Linked DNA regions of Mus musculus: region 2 is linked to region 1. The links are chromatin contacts, called in public Hi-C maps. All regions are on one chromosome and are shown on one strand. The core of a region is the stretch at or near the end of the contact, and the rest is flanking DNA. Distances in the headings are between cores, read along the strand shown.

Region 1 (6,542 bases), core at 56-2,555:
TAGCAGCTCAGTAAGGGCTGCTCCAAAACCTAGTTTTATTTTAGTGTTAATTTAAAGAAAGATTTTTAAGTGTTTCCATGTGTCTCTGTGTGGGTTGTGCATGTGAGTAGGTGCCATGGAGGTGAGGTAGTGTGCCCGGCACTACTGGTACAGAAGGCTGTGAATTGCCTGGCACAGAGCTGGTGGTAGGAAGAGAACACAGGTCTTCTCACAAGCCGTCTGCAGTCTTCAGCACTGGCGACCTTTCCAGTTTCATTATTGCCATCTTACTGGCGTTAGCGCAAAGGTGGTAAAACAGTAGAGACAACCTGTATTCTCAGAACTGAGAAAGCTAAGGCAGTATGATCAGCCAGCAGGTTTAAGGGTAAGTCAGAGACTCTGTCTTAACCATTTTGGCACTAAAGAGGTGGAGGCAGGGGCATCACTATTGTGAGTTTGAGCCTAGCCTGGTTATATAGCTGATTTCAGAACAGCCTGAATAACATGGACTCCATCTCAGTTCTTCCCATCCCACCTATTTGGTGATATGGTAGGCAGCACATGCCTGTAGTCTCAGGACTCAGGAAGTGGAGGCAGTAGGTTCACTGCAATGAGTTGGAGGCTAGCCGGGATTACATACTTAAGTTCCTGGACAGCCTGATTCACAGAGTGAGATCGGACCCACCCATACACCACCTAAACAAAAGTATTGGATTGTGGTAGTGCACACCAGGTCCCAGGAGGGTCAGCAGTTCAAAGTCATCCTCTGATACATAGTAAGTTCGAGGCGAGCCTGAGCTATAGGAAACCTCTCAAAATTACAAAAAGGTATAAGAATGCCAAGGATCTCCCTAGTTTCATATGACCTACCTTCCAGGTCCACCCCGTGGCGCTGGGCCAGGTATAGAACATTGTCCCCGACTTTGCCCCTCACCGGGATCCGCTTGCCAGAGCGGTCCACGAACACCACGTTGACCCTGGGGACAAACAGGGTGCAGGTGCTGAGCCGGAGGCAGGGAGTGGCAGGGAGGGGCAGGGCGTGGCACGAGGGGCACTCACACGTCCCGGGGCAGCTCCGGGCTGTCCGCCGCCTCCTCGCCAGCACGCCGCTCGCCTGGAAACACACGAGTGGGTGAGCGGCTGCGGCCTCGCTGCACGCCGCGGCTCGGCCCAGCCCTATGTACCTGTAGTCCCGAACGTCCTAGATGTTACCGCCGCGTGCCCGGCCCTGGGTCCCCAAGATCCCCCGGCCGCCCGTAACAGGACCCGGGCGCTCACGCCCCGGGCCATGGAGGCGGCCATGATAGGCCACGTGACCGGAAGACCTAGCATGCTCTGCGCGTCCTCAGCGACAGTAAACGCAGCGTTTGGGCGCCGTGTGAGGTCAAAGGTGATGCACTGGGATCTAGCTGGACTTCCGGCCTCGCCCTGTGGTTGGATATTTCTTCCCTTAGGTCGTACTGTATGTGTTCTGCTTATATGTACGTATGTGCACCAAGTGGGTGCCTATGGAGCCCAGAAGAGTTGATGGGTAGTGTGGGGCTGGGAACTAAAACTACGTTCGGCAATTGGGACCAACCTCTGAGTTCTCTAATTTTTAGACAGGATCCCCTAGTCTGGCCTTGATCTCCGAATTCCTTTGCTGGAATTACCGGTTATGTGCAACCAGTATTTAAATTTTGTTTGAGACAGAATCTCTATAGACTGAGAAATTCTTAAGTCTCTAAGCAATTCATATAGACCAGGCTGGCCTCCAAGCCCAACTTAAATTTTTAGGGATTGTGTGTATGAGCCCATCCGTGACATGTGTGTAGGTCAGTGGTCAATCTGCGGGAGTCAGTTCTCTCCTTCCACCATTTGGGGCAGAGGGATAAAACTCAGGCTGTCTGTGTTACCAGAATTCTGAGCTAGTTTGCTGGCCCATGGTTTATATCAAGAACCAGCCAGCTCTGATTTTTTTTTTAAAACCGTTTACTTACAAACTTTAATTCAGCAAAGGTCTATGCAGGGGGTGGGGGTGGGGTGAGGGGGTGAGATACACCCACTGGAGTGGGTTTGGGTTATCATGTTTGGGGAGGGAGGCTGGTGGTGGCTCAGCTGGCTAAGGGCAGAGCCCCTAGGTCCCCCTCACATGGACAGAGAGGAGGCCTGCTCCAGTGATCCAGCCTGGGGATGGTAATGACCTGGGTTTGAAAGAACATGGTAGAGGCCCAGTGGCCTGGGTACAATGGTCACCTTTCACAGACAGCAGGGGAGACTGTTGAAGCCAGCAGAAAATACTGGTCTCTGCATCCAGGCTTTGGGCAAAAGGGGTGGTTTGCCAAGATCAAGGCTTTAGCCTTCTGTCCACAGGGCAGACACCTGGAGAAAGGATGAACCCTAGGCCAGAGCTCTTTGGTCCTGAGCGGAGCTTTTGGAGCTCCGCATCTGTGAGGCTCTGACCCAGCAGGACCTGTGGCCCAACTTTAAGGCATCAGAAGGCAAGGATACTGGGGCAGGGGCTGGAGATCTTGGGGCTTAGGGTACTGGCCAGAATAGGCAGGCAGGGGCATGAGACAGCTATACCTGCAGCAGATGACTGGGAAGAGAATAGGGTTAAGCTGTTGGAACCTGCACATGTGGAATAGAGCCTGGGCAGGCCAGACCCTGAAGGAATCAATTTGGGGCTTTTCTGGACGGATGGGGGAGTAGATGTGATAATCATCCTGGTTGTTTTAAAAAATAATAAAAATTAGAAAAGGAAATAAAAGTCAATTGTCGAAGTTTAAAAACGGGGACTGTCTCTGATCCTCACAGGTCAGAGACACCTCCAAAGGCACTCAAGAGGCCAGAACACAGGAGTGACGAGGCAGGAGAGGAGGCCTGGAGCTAGGGAGGGAAAGAGAGCAGGTCAGGCCCCTCTCTCTTAAGGCTGCAGGGTTTGGCTCCAGGAGCAAGCCCACAGGTAATGGTGTGGCCCCAGATACCCCACATTCCTTGAGCTCCAGCTGGTTGGTCAGCAAAGTCTTTTGCAGAGATTTCTCTATTACCCAAAGAAAGGACATTAAAAAAAATAATAAAAATAAAATCCCAGAAAACACAAATACCAGAAAAAACCCAAAAGCAACTTGGTGCAGGCCCTTGGAGCATCTCTGGTGTCGACCCCTTAGAAAATCCTCTTCCGCTTCAGGTAGGAGTCCGCGTAGTGGCCGCCGAGGCCCTGGGAGTGCTGGCCCACGTAGCTGCCCTCTGGGCTGGGCTCAGGTGAGGGCAGCAGGTGGGAAAAACTGCGTTTCTGGCCACCCAGTGGGGTCTGGAGACAGACAGCAAGGGGGGCCAGGTCAGTGGCCTCCCAGAGCCAGGGTTGCCCAGCCCTGTGCCTCCCCTCCTCCTGCCCGTACCTTCAGCAGGTGACTGTGACCATTGGGCCCAGGGCCCAGGCCCAGGAGCCCTTCACTGGAGCCCATTGGAGAGGAACCAACAGCCTGGGGAGTCAAAGAGGTGGGGCAGGTCACCCTGAGGCCACCTAGCCTGCAACTCAGAACTGAGGCCTGGTGGTAATCCAGCTGTCTCTCATCTGTCTTCTGGGGCTAAGACCACCCACACCTTAGGCCAACTTGAGATGAGGGGAAGCTCAACAGTGGGAACCAGAGGGGCCAAAACCACTGCAGCATGAGCTGTCGCCGAGACCCCTTGGATGACAAGGCTACAGAGACATACAGACACACAGCCCGGCATTCCAATGGTCCTAGAGACCAGTCCCTTGTAGGGCAGACTCACCTTGTTCAGGTGGCTCTGCTTGAGGCCAGCCTGTAGGCCACTGGTGAAGTAGGAGGTGGGTGAGCCAGAGTAAAAATGAGAGAGGGGTCCCCCACTGCCTCCACCACTTCGGGGCTCATTGAAGCTGCTAGGTGGGGGGGACATCTGCAGAGAAAGGTTCAGCTGAGGAAAACCATGGCAGGAACCCTTGCCCACCATGATTCAGATTGTCCATGTTTATTTTCTGGGGACCTCTGGGACCCACAGCCATTGTAGCAAATTCAGACTGAACCACAAGAGGATAAGCTCTGAGTGGCTCAGGGAGACACCATGCTCTGAGCCAGTGACCTTCACTTCAACAGATGACTGACCACCTGTGTGAGCCATGGGGTGAGCCCCTGCTGAGCCCCCAGGGAACCACTTACTGCCCCATTGAAGGTGATAAGTAAATGCTTGCACCTAGAAGTTTGAGTTGGACAACATAGGAAGACTGCCACCAGTTTGTGGAGCTCAGTTAATAAGGGAAAGCACTTCTTGTTATACAGCTAGTGCTGACTGCATGTCCACTTTATTACATAGCCAATACTATATGCTGCAGAACACACAGGGTATCTAGGCTCTTACCTTGTGTCGGCTGGGGCCATGAGCCCCTAAGGTTGGTTCCCGAGGGTGGGAGAAGAGTCGTCTAGGTCCCACATCCTAAATTAAAGGGGTAGAAACATGGGAGAAGGGGGTTGGTATATGCCAACTTTATTCTGGGCCAGTTCTACACCAGTTAACACTACGGATTCATGACCCATACTTGGGCCTGCAGCAGCTTCAGTGGGATGGCCCAGTCGAAGCCAGAGCAGACGTGTGCTCTGTCCAAGGGACAGGTGTGCCTGGACCCCAGGAATGGATGCTGTGAAGTGACTGTGTATTGTGATCAAAATGGGAAGAGATGGACAGACAGGATGCTAAGCTCTTTCTCAAGGGAGAAGGTATGTCTTGGGAGTTGGGCAAAGCACCTTCCCAGCTAGGATGCATGAAGCCCTGGTGTCCATCCCCAGCACTATATGTGTGATATAGTGTGACCTGCCCCACCTCTTTGACTCCCCAGGCTGTTGGTTCCTCCCCAGTGGGCTCCAGTGTGGGTGTGATGGAGAAATCCTGAGATCTCAACACTCAGGTGGTAGAGACAGGTTAAGACATTCAGAGTCATCTCTGCTACATAGTGTAATAGCCTGGGCTACACGGAGTTCTTGTCAAAAAAAAAAAAAAAAAAAAAAAACCCAAAACCAAATAAAAAGCCAGCAGGGACTAAAATCTGAAAGAGACAAAGATGGACAGGAGACTCAGGGAAAGAAAAGGTATCAGCCACAAGCTCCTGTCTGCCCACTTGACACTAGAGAAAATACAGCCACCTTTATTAGAAGTCCCCGGACTCAGGAGTGTTTCTGACACCTGGGCTGCCCTGGATTTTGGAATACTCCATGGAGAGACATGGGGGTAGAGAGGTTGCCTAAGTTCAATGAGAAACACACTATATATTGAATGACACTTTTGTGCCTCTGTGTACCATGATGCCACTGAGGGGACAACTTGGGGAAGCAAGTCCCTCTACTGTGTGGGACCAGGAATAGTTTAGGTTTCCAGGCATGAAGACAAGCACCGCTGGCAGCTGGGGGAGCTCACCAGCCCACACCTTTATTTTAATTTTCTTTTGCTTTTGAGGGTCTCATGCAGCCTGGGCCAGTTTTGAACTTCTGATCCTCCCGGTTCCACCTCCTGTTGCTGGCACCACACCTAGCTGACAGTGTCAGCTGTGACTCAAAGGTCAGATGTAGTATCTCCCACCTGCATAGTCACACAGGGTCTCCTAAGACTTTTGGAAATTCAAGCTTGGATGAAGCGCTGGAACACCTGCCTCTTTCATGAATGTGTGTGCATATGTGTGTGAGACTGTATGTATAGATGTGTGTGCATGTGTGTGTGAGACTCTATATATGTGTGTGAGACTGTGTGTGCATGTGTGTGTGAGACTGTATGTGTGTGTGTGTGAGACTGTGTGTATGTTTTAGAATGTGTGTGCGAGACTCTATATATGTGTGTAAGACTGTGTGTGCATGTGTGTGTGAGACTCTATATATGTGTGTGAGACTGTATGTATAGATGTGTGTGCATGTGTGTGTGAGACTATATATGTGTGTGAGACTGTGTGTGCATGTGTGTGTGAGACTGTATGTGTGTGTGTGAGACTGTGTGTATGTTTTAGTATGTGTGTGCATGTGTGTGTGAGACTCTATATATGTGTGTAAGACTGTGTGTGCATATGTGTGTGAGACTCTATATATGTGTGTGAGACTGTGTGTGCATGTGTGTGAGACTGTGTATGTTTTAGAATGTGTGTGCATGTGTGTGTGAGACTCTATGTGTGTAAGACTGTGTGTGCATGTGTGTGTGAGACTCTATATATGTGTGTGAGACTGTGTGCATGTGTGTGTGAGACTGTATGTGTGTGTGAGACTGTGTGTATGTTTTAGAATGTGTGTGTGTGTACAGAGGCAAGAGGATGACATTGGGTCCTGTTGCTCAGGAGCTGTCCACATATTTTCTATAGTTTTTGGCCAGTGTATTCATGTGTGTGCAGATGTATGGAAGTATGGAAGACAAAGATGACCTCAGGATCTTTCTCCACTGTATCCATTGGAGCACTTAGAGCTTGCCAGTCCCACTAGCCTAGCTCATCAGCTCCCTGCAGAGATGCCGTTCTCACCTGCTGCTCCCTGGGATTACAGGTAACTTGCCACACCTGCCCAGCTTCTACAGGCTCTGAGGATCCATAT
Region 2 (6,789 bases), core at 1,078-3,577, 1.3 Mb after region 1:
ATTCCGAATCAAATGTATTGAATCCCTCTGGAGCATTTTGGGCAGTACTCACCGGCACTGCAGCAAGTGATGTCACTGCAGCTTTGGCTCTGAACACAAAATATGTATTTTCTATTGTATATGGTGTCACCCATCAACACTAGTGAAAGTGAATGCTACCTGAAACACCTGAGCTTGAATTCTACACGATTTGATGTTAAGAGTGGCAGTGCTTATATAAGGTTTTCTGCTCTTATGGAAACATAACGTGATGGATTAATTATGGAGACAAAGGCTTTTAGTATTTTTCCACCGCCACTCCCCGGCACGTAAGTACCTAATATATCTTATGAGTGTACTGGTTTAGAATGTTTTGCTTTAAACGTTGGCATTTGAAGGGCTGAGGGCTGGCTCAGTAGTTAAAGGCACTTGCTGCTCTTGCAGAGGACCTGGGTTCATTTTGCAGCGCCCACGCAGTGCCTCACAGCTATCCATAATCCCAGTTTTGAGGACTCTGACGCCCTCTTCTGGCCTCTATGGGCACTAGGCACACACATGGAACACATGAAAGGAAACACTCTACCCACAAATAATTTTTTAAAGACCACATTAAATTTTTAAAATAATCTTTAAGAACAATTTTTTAAAAGCTGTGTGAGGTTGTATACTCCTGTAATCCCAGCACTTAAGTGGCTGAGGAGAGAGGAGGGTCAGGAGTTCAAAGTTCTCCTCAGCTGTGTAGTGAGTACTAGGTCAGCCTACATGAAGCTTGTGTCCCTGCCAAAGGATGTGCTGATTCCAGTTTTCTTTCTTGATTGAAATGAACCTTGTCTTGGGATTAGGACAGAATTTCCAACATTCTGAAAATCACTAAGCATACTTCTGTGAGTTTATCCTGTGAGCTTATGTAAAATGGTACTCTCAGCATTGACAACTATAAAAGTGAAAGAGAAAAATCACCTCTGAAAAATGTGGAAGATGCAGGCTGGTGAGATGGCTCAGCAGTAAAGGCACCTACCACCAAGCTGACGACCTGAGTTCCATTCCCAGAACCCATTTGGTGGAAGGAGAGAACTGACTCCTGCAAGTTGTCCTCTGACCTCCACACATAAATCAAGGCATACAAGTGCTTACACACACACACACACACACACACACACACACACGCACAGAACTGTGTTGAAGATACTCTGTGCCCTGCATTATTAAATATTCAGCTGAGATTATTTATGTAAAAATAAACAAGCACATCCATCTCAGTGTGAAATTAGCTTTCATATTCTAAAATGGTAAAATTCTATATATACAAATAATAGATTTAAAGTAAATTTATGATTTAATTATTCACTATCAACTTCTCCCTCTCAAAACCCCTTTATGCAACCTCAGATATATACATAATATAATATAGATATAATATAGGGTGGCTTCAAGCTTATAGAGGAATTGGAACATCTTGATCCTCCTGCTTCTACCTCCTGAATGCTGGAATTAGAGATGTGTACCACCAGGCCAGGTTTGTATAGTACTGGGGATTAAATTCAGGGGTCTCTGAATGCTAAAGAGAGCCCTTCACCATCTGAGCTACACCCACAGTCTGTTTCCTTTTTCAATTCAGTTTAAAAAAAATTGTGTGTATTTCATGAGTGTTTGCGAGTATGGGCCTGGGGAGAGCCAGAGGGATGGGGTGCTCTCGAAGTGGAGTTACATGTAGTTGTGAGCTGCCATGAGGAAACAAACCCAAGTCCTCTGTAAAGTAGTCAGTGTTCTTAACTGCTGAGCCATTTCTCCAGATCTCCTTTTTAAATTAAATATTGCATTTATTTATTTTATTCTTTTTTTTTTTTTAGACATTCTTGTATAGTCAAGATGGTCTCAAAATTCACTATATAGCAATGATGGTCTTGAACCCCTGATCATCTTTGCTGCACATCTCAAGTGTTTGGATAACAGGAGTGTGCCACCATACCTGGCCATTTTTTTCTTCTAAAATCGCCCTATTTATTTCATACCATGTAAATTAGCTGGAAGGTCAGGGGTCTGAATTTGCTCTGGTCAACTAAAACTCAGAATTATTACACCATTTCTATTTCCCTCTACCATCATGAAATGAAGCCCTTTGAGCCTCATACAGATCCCGACCTCCCCACACAAACACCCCAGCCTCTGCGGACCAGCTCCTTGCACGGGTCCGCGTTGTGCACGCTGGGAGTTGTAGTTCGCTTCCCTTCTCTCCCTACGAGCAGGGTGTCAGTCGCAGGAGCGCCTCCAGCGGCGAGCATGTTTGGTGGCGTGGAGTGCGGGAAGAAGGCAGGATCGTCTCCTAGCAACGGGGTTGCAGCGACGTCACCGTGGCGGGTTCTTAGCTCTGAGACTAGGTGGAACCGCCAGAGCGCTTTCCAGCCTCTGGGTAAGACGTGGTCCTCCACCTTGCGCTGCCAGTCCTGCCCCATCTGGTCTCGAGCTGCCTTACGGGAGTTTTCGTCGGTGCGGCCCGCCGGCCTTGGCCTTGGCCTTGGCGGGACGATGCTGGAGTCTATTCGCGTAACGGGTGAGTGTAGGCACTGCTGGCCCAAGTGGCGCGGCTGCAGCGGGTGGAGACCGTTGGGTCTGGGACTCGGAAGACCAGGTGCAGTCGCACAGCCCTAGCCCAGCAGAGGTGAGGGGCAAGAGCTGTGCAATCTAGAGAGTGTAGAGTCCAATACGATTCCAGAGCATTTTAGGTGTGTAGTAAGGTGTTATATTTTCTAGAATGTTCAGAAAAAAAAAAAATCAGCTGTGAAAACACATCTCTACATTTCAGTGTATGTTGTGTATTTTTGTTTGCATTTATTAGCAAACATTTTGAATTGATGTTATTAATAAGAGCAGGTGTTTAGATCCAAGGTTGGAAAGTTTGTCTTTCATTTTTGAATAGATATGCATATTAGCCCTATTTAAATCTTTAATAATATTAAACAGTTCCAGAGTCATTTTCCTAGCATTTGATTCTGCATGAAAACATTTCTGCAGGACAGATACCAAAACAACGGAATAAAGGGAAATAGCTAATTCCCACAGTAGAGTCAAAAATAAGCCTAGAACTTTTAGCTTCAGGCTATTGCAGTACCCAGTAGACCAATTTTCCAAATTAGTTGTTTTGAACCCCTGACCCTCCTGCCTCAGTCTCCCCAGTGCTAAGATATGGACATCAATAGCTAAAACCATTCTTTAAGTTAGCATACAAAGTAAGAGGTTTCATTATGGTACTTTGAAACTCCTTTCATTATATGTTATTGCAGAACTTTTTAAACTGAAAAACTAAATTATTTTTAAGTGAAACTACTTTCTCATCTTAATTTTTTTACACTGTTTGCTGTTCAGTGTTATAAAACACAGAACCTACTGTTGTGCGATTGCGATAACCTACAGACTATTCCACTGTTATGTTGACAGGAGACATGCAGTTATAAAAGCCAAGATCTTAGAGGCCACTTAAATTGGCATTAGGCTTTTTAAAATTGTGATTTGATGTAGATATAACTCTTTCACCTTAAAACACATTATCAGAGGCAGACGCAGGTGAGCTTAGTCAGCCTGGTCTACAGAAGTTCCAGACCAGCCACTGATACCCTGTCTCTAAAAACAAACAAACAAAACTCCCAAAACAATACAATGTCAAAACGTTGCTTTAAAACATCAAGCCTGGCAGAAGAGTGGCAAATATGAGGATGACTCAGTGGTCCGTGTGCATGCAGCTGCGTAGTCGGGCTGATGGGATACTTGCTTACTAGAGACCAGGATCGAACAGGAGATGCCAGAAAGAAATGCATTCTTATGTACACTAACAAAGGTAATGAAAACTTCCGGTCCGTTTTATGATATAGAACAAGGCCTCTCAGCCACAGCAGTTTAATATTGAAGGAGTTAATTCTTTATTGTGAGCGACTGTTTTAACACACAGAGAATTGTGACAACCAAAAATGCCCTGTGGGTGGCAAAATACTCTCCCTATCATCCAGTTAAAATCATTGCCTGCAAGACAATAGATTCTGTTGCCACGTGAGTCACTGGGTTTAGAAACTACACCAATTAAAATTATTTTCCCCCAAACTGAAAGTCATTGTGGTGAGAGAATGATTAAAATATTAGTATGGCATATGATTAAAATATAGTATTAGGAAACAGATATGTTGAGAGTCTGCAGTACAGACTGTATTCCTATAGAGCCAGGGGTTTGCAGATGGATTCTTTTTAAACTGAACACCTACTCTTGTTAAATCAGTTCTTTCACCAGAATTTAATGGACTACAAGTGGCAGACCTTCGTGGTCGTGCATTTTCTGATGTAGGTAACTTGGCAGTGAAACACTAGCATTAGGGAAACTTGTTTCTGGTATTTTTAAACATTCACCATTGTTACAAAGCGATTATTAGTATTAGTATTGTTAATTTATTATATAGGCTCTCCTGTTGTGTAGGCTTCGTGCTGACATATCTGTCAATCAATAAATGGGACAACCAGAACCTTTATGGAGAGTGTAGCTGAGAAACAGATCTGTACTATCCAGACTTCCCCTCACTCTGCAGTGTCTCAGATGCCCCTGCCCCTTTCTTGCCAGTAGAACTTGATTGCAATAAGAACACTGATGAAAATGTGGACCTTTTTTCTTTTTGCTTTGAAAGAGCAATATATATGCCAGCCTGGTGGCACAGGCCTGGAACCCTAGCTACTGGGAAGCTGCAGCAGGGAGATGCAAGTTCAGGTCTTCCTGGCTAACTTAAGTGAGTGCCTGTCCCAAAATACATGTCTGGGGGACTGGGGATGGCCCAGCTGAGAGCGTGCTCGCCTAGCATGCAAGCACCCTGCTTCTGGTGCCCAGTGCCAGCTAATCCAGGTGTGGTAGTGCACACTTAAAACCCTACCACCCAAGATGTGGAGGGAGAGAATCAGAAGTTCAAGTATGGTAAAAAACTATAAATGTAGACTAAAGTGGCAATTTACATTCCAAAACTGAAGCAGTTGTTTGTAAAATCACTTTGTATGGTACCCGAGTTTTACTTAGTCATGACGTTCTGTGATCTAGACATGACATCCTCGTGAAACTGCTAACAGGAGGGTGAGGTGACACAGAAGTGAAAGTTATTAAAAAAAAAAGAATGTTGCTTAGAAATGGCATCAAGTCAGAAAAGGTTTATTTTCTTTCCTCTCTCACTCCTCCCTCTGTCCCTTGTCCCTTTGTCCCTTTCTTTCCTGTTTTTTTTCTGCATGGTACAGAGTGGCCTCTTGGCTTAGTCTCCTGAGTGCTGGCATTACAGGTTGCAACACCACATCTAGTTCTAGCTCATCTCTTATAACTCTCTCTCCTCACCAATTCCACCCCTTCTCCCTCCCCTCTCCTTCTTCTCCTCCCCTCCTTCTTCCTCCCCTCTTCCCCTCCCTCTCTCTCCCCTTCTCCACTCCCTCCCCCTTCTCTTCTCCTCTCCCTCTTCTCCCCCTCCTTTCCCCCTCTATCTCCTCCATCCTCATCCCCCCCTCTCCTCACTTTGTAGCTGTGACTGCTGCAGAGCTCACAGCCGTCCTGTCTCCAGGATCTCATAAGGACCACAGCTAGCTACTTCAGTGTCTCATGTCTTTCTGGGATGACGTTCTTTTCCATCAAGCCTCAGGCAAGCAGCTCTGCATGGTGGGTGCACCTGTAATCTCAGGATTTGGAAGATCAGGGGTTCATGGTTATCCTTAGCTACACAGTGAGTTTGAGGCCAGTCTGGGATCTGTGAGACCTTGTCACAAAAAACAAAACTTCCAGAATCCTAGCATTGCGGTTCACCCATGCAATCCCAGTGGCCCAGTATTTGGTGTCATGTTTTTTGTTTTTGTTTTTTGTTTTTGCTTTCAGTTTTTTTTCCTGTGAGATCTGCCTGCCCTAGCCTCCAGAGTGCTGGGCAAAACGGCCTGAGCCAGCCATGCTTGGTTTCCTTTTAGTTTTTAGAAACAGGGTCTCACTATGTAGTCCCTGTTGGCTTCAGTTAGAGTTCCTCCTGCCTTTGCCTCCCAAGTGCTAGGGTTGTAGGTGTGAGCTGCCCAGTGGCCACCGCCATGCTGAGCATGTACTCCAAAGTCCCTGTGGAGAGTACCTCAGTGTTATCCTAGTAGTGATAACAACAGTGCAAACGCATTTGGTTTTTACTTTCAGAGGGGGGGGGAAGAGAGAGGAAAGAGAGAGAGAGGGGAAAGAGAGAAGAGAGAGAGAAGAGAGAGAAAGAGAGGAAGGAGAGAGAGAGAGAGAGAGAGAGAGAGAGAGAGAGAGAGAGAGAGAGAGAGAGAGAGAGTTGGGAGTAATAAACATGCTGCAGCACATGTGTGAATGTCAGAGCATGATTTTCTGGATTCAGCTTGTCTTAGTCAGGGTTTCTATTCCTGCACAAACATCATGACCAAGAAACAAGTTGGGGAGGAAAGGGTTTATTCAGCTTACACTTTCATACTGCTGTTCATCACCAAGAAGTCAGGACTGGAACTCAAGCATGTCAGAAAGCAGGAGCTGATGCAGAGGCCATGGAGGGATGTTCCTTACTGGCTTGCTTCCCCTGGCATGCTCAGCCTGCTCTCTTATAGAACCAAGACTACCAGCCCAGAGATGGTACCACCTACAAGGGGGCTTTCCCCCTTGACCACTAATTGAGAAAATGCCTTACAGCTGGATCTCATGGAGGCATTCCCCCAATTGAAGCTCCTTTCTCTGTGATAACTCCAGCCTGTGTCAAGTTGACACAAAACTAGCCAGTACACAGTTCTTGCCTTCTACTTTGTGAATTGATTTAGCAACAA

What was found. A called contact is a pair of places that touch in the nucleus more often than the background predicts.
Region 2: a contact with region 1 is called in a Hi-C map of B cells, with 7 read pairs. The contact joins the promoter of 9530077C05Rik here to the promoter of Fdx2 in region 1. A contact is called at or near these places in 1 of 39 promoter capture datasets (pre-B cells) and 1 of 484 Hi-C or Micro-C datasets (B cells).

Annotation. Positions count from the first base shown.
Region 1 is chr9:21,072,226-21,078,767 of GRCm38.p6, forward strand. Fdx2 (ferredoxin 2) reads right to left here and starts at 1,306. Exons shown (of 5, transcript NM_001039824.3): 1 at 1,164-1,306; 2 at 1,039-1,093; 3 at 850-956. The coding sequence starts at 1,281. Raver1 (ribonucleoprotein, PTB-binding 1) reads right to left here. Exons shown (of 13, transcript NM_027911.4): 10 at 4,342-4,416; 11 at 3,739-3,882; 12 at 3,360-3,443; 13 at 1,933-3,271. The coding sequence ends at 3,125. It overlaps Gm38431 (predicted gene, 38431), which reads right to left. Exons shown (of 17, transcript NR_038081.2): 10 at 4,342-4,416; 11 at 3,739-3,882; 12 at 3,360-3,443; 13 at 3,066-3,271; 14 at 1,039-1,093; 15 at 850-956. It overlaps Mir7082 (microRNA 7082), which reads right to left and starts at 3,363; the gene lies at 3,272-3,363.
Region 2 is chr9:22,409,220-22,416,008 of GRCm38.p6, forward strand. It overlaps 9530077C05Rik (RIKEN cDNA 9530077C05 gene), which reads left to right and starts at 2,328. Exons shown (of 7, transcript NM_026739.3): 1 at 2,328-2,530. The coding sequence starts at 2,506.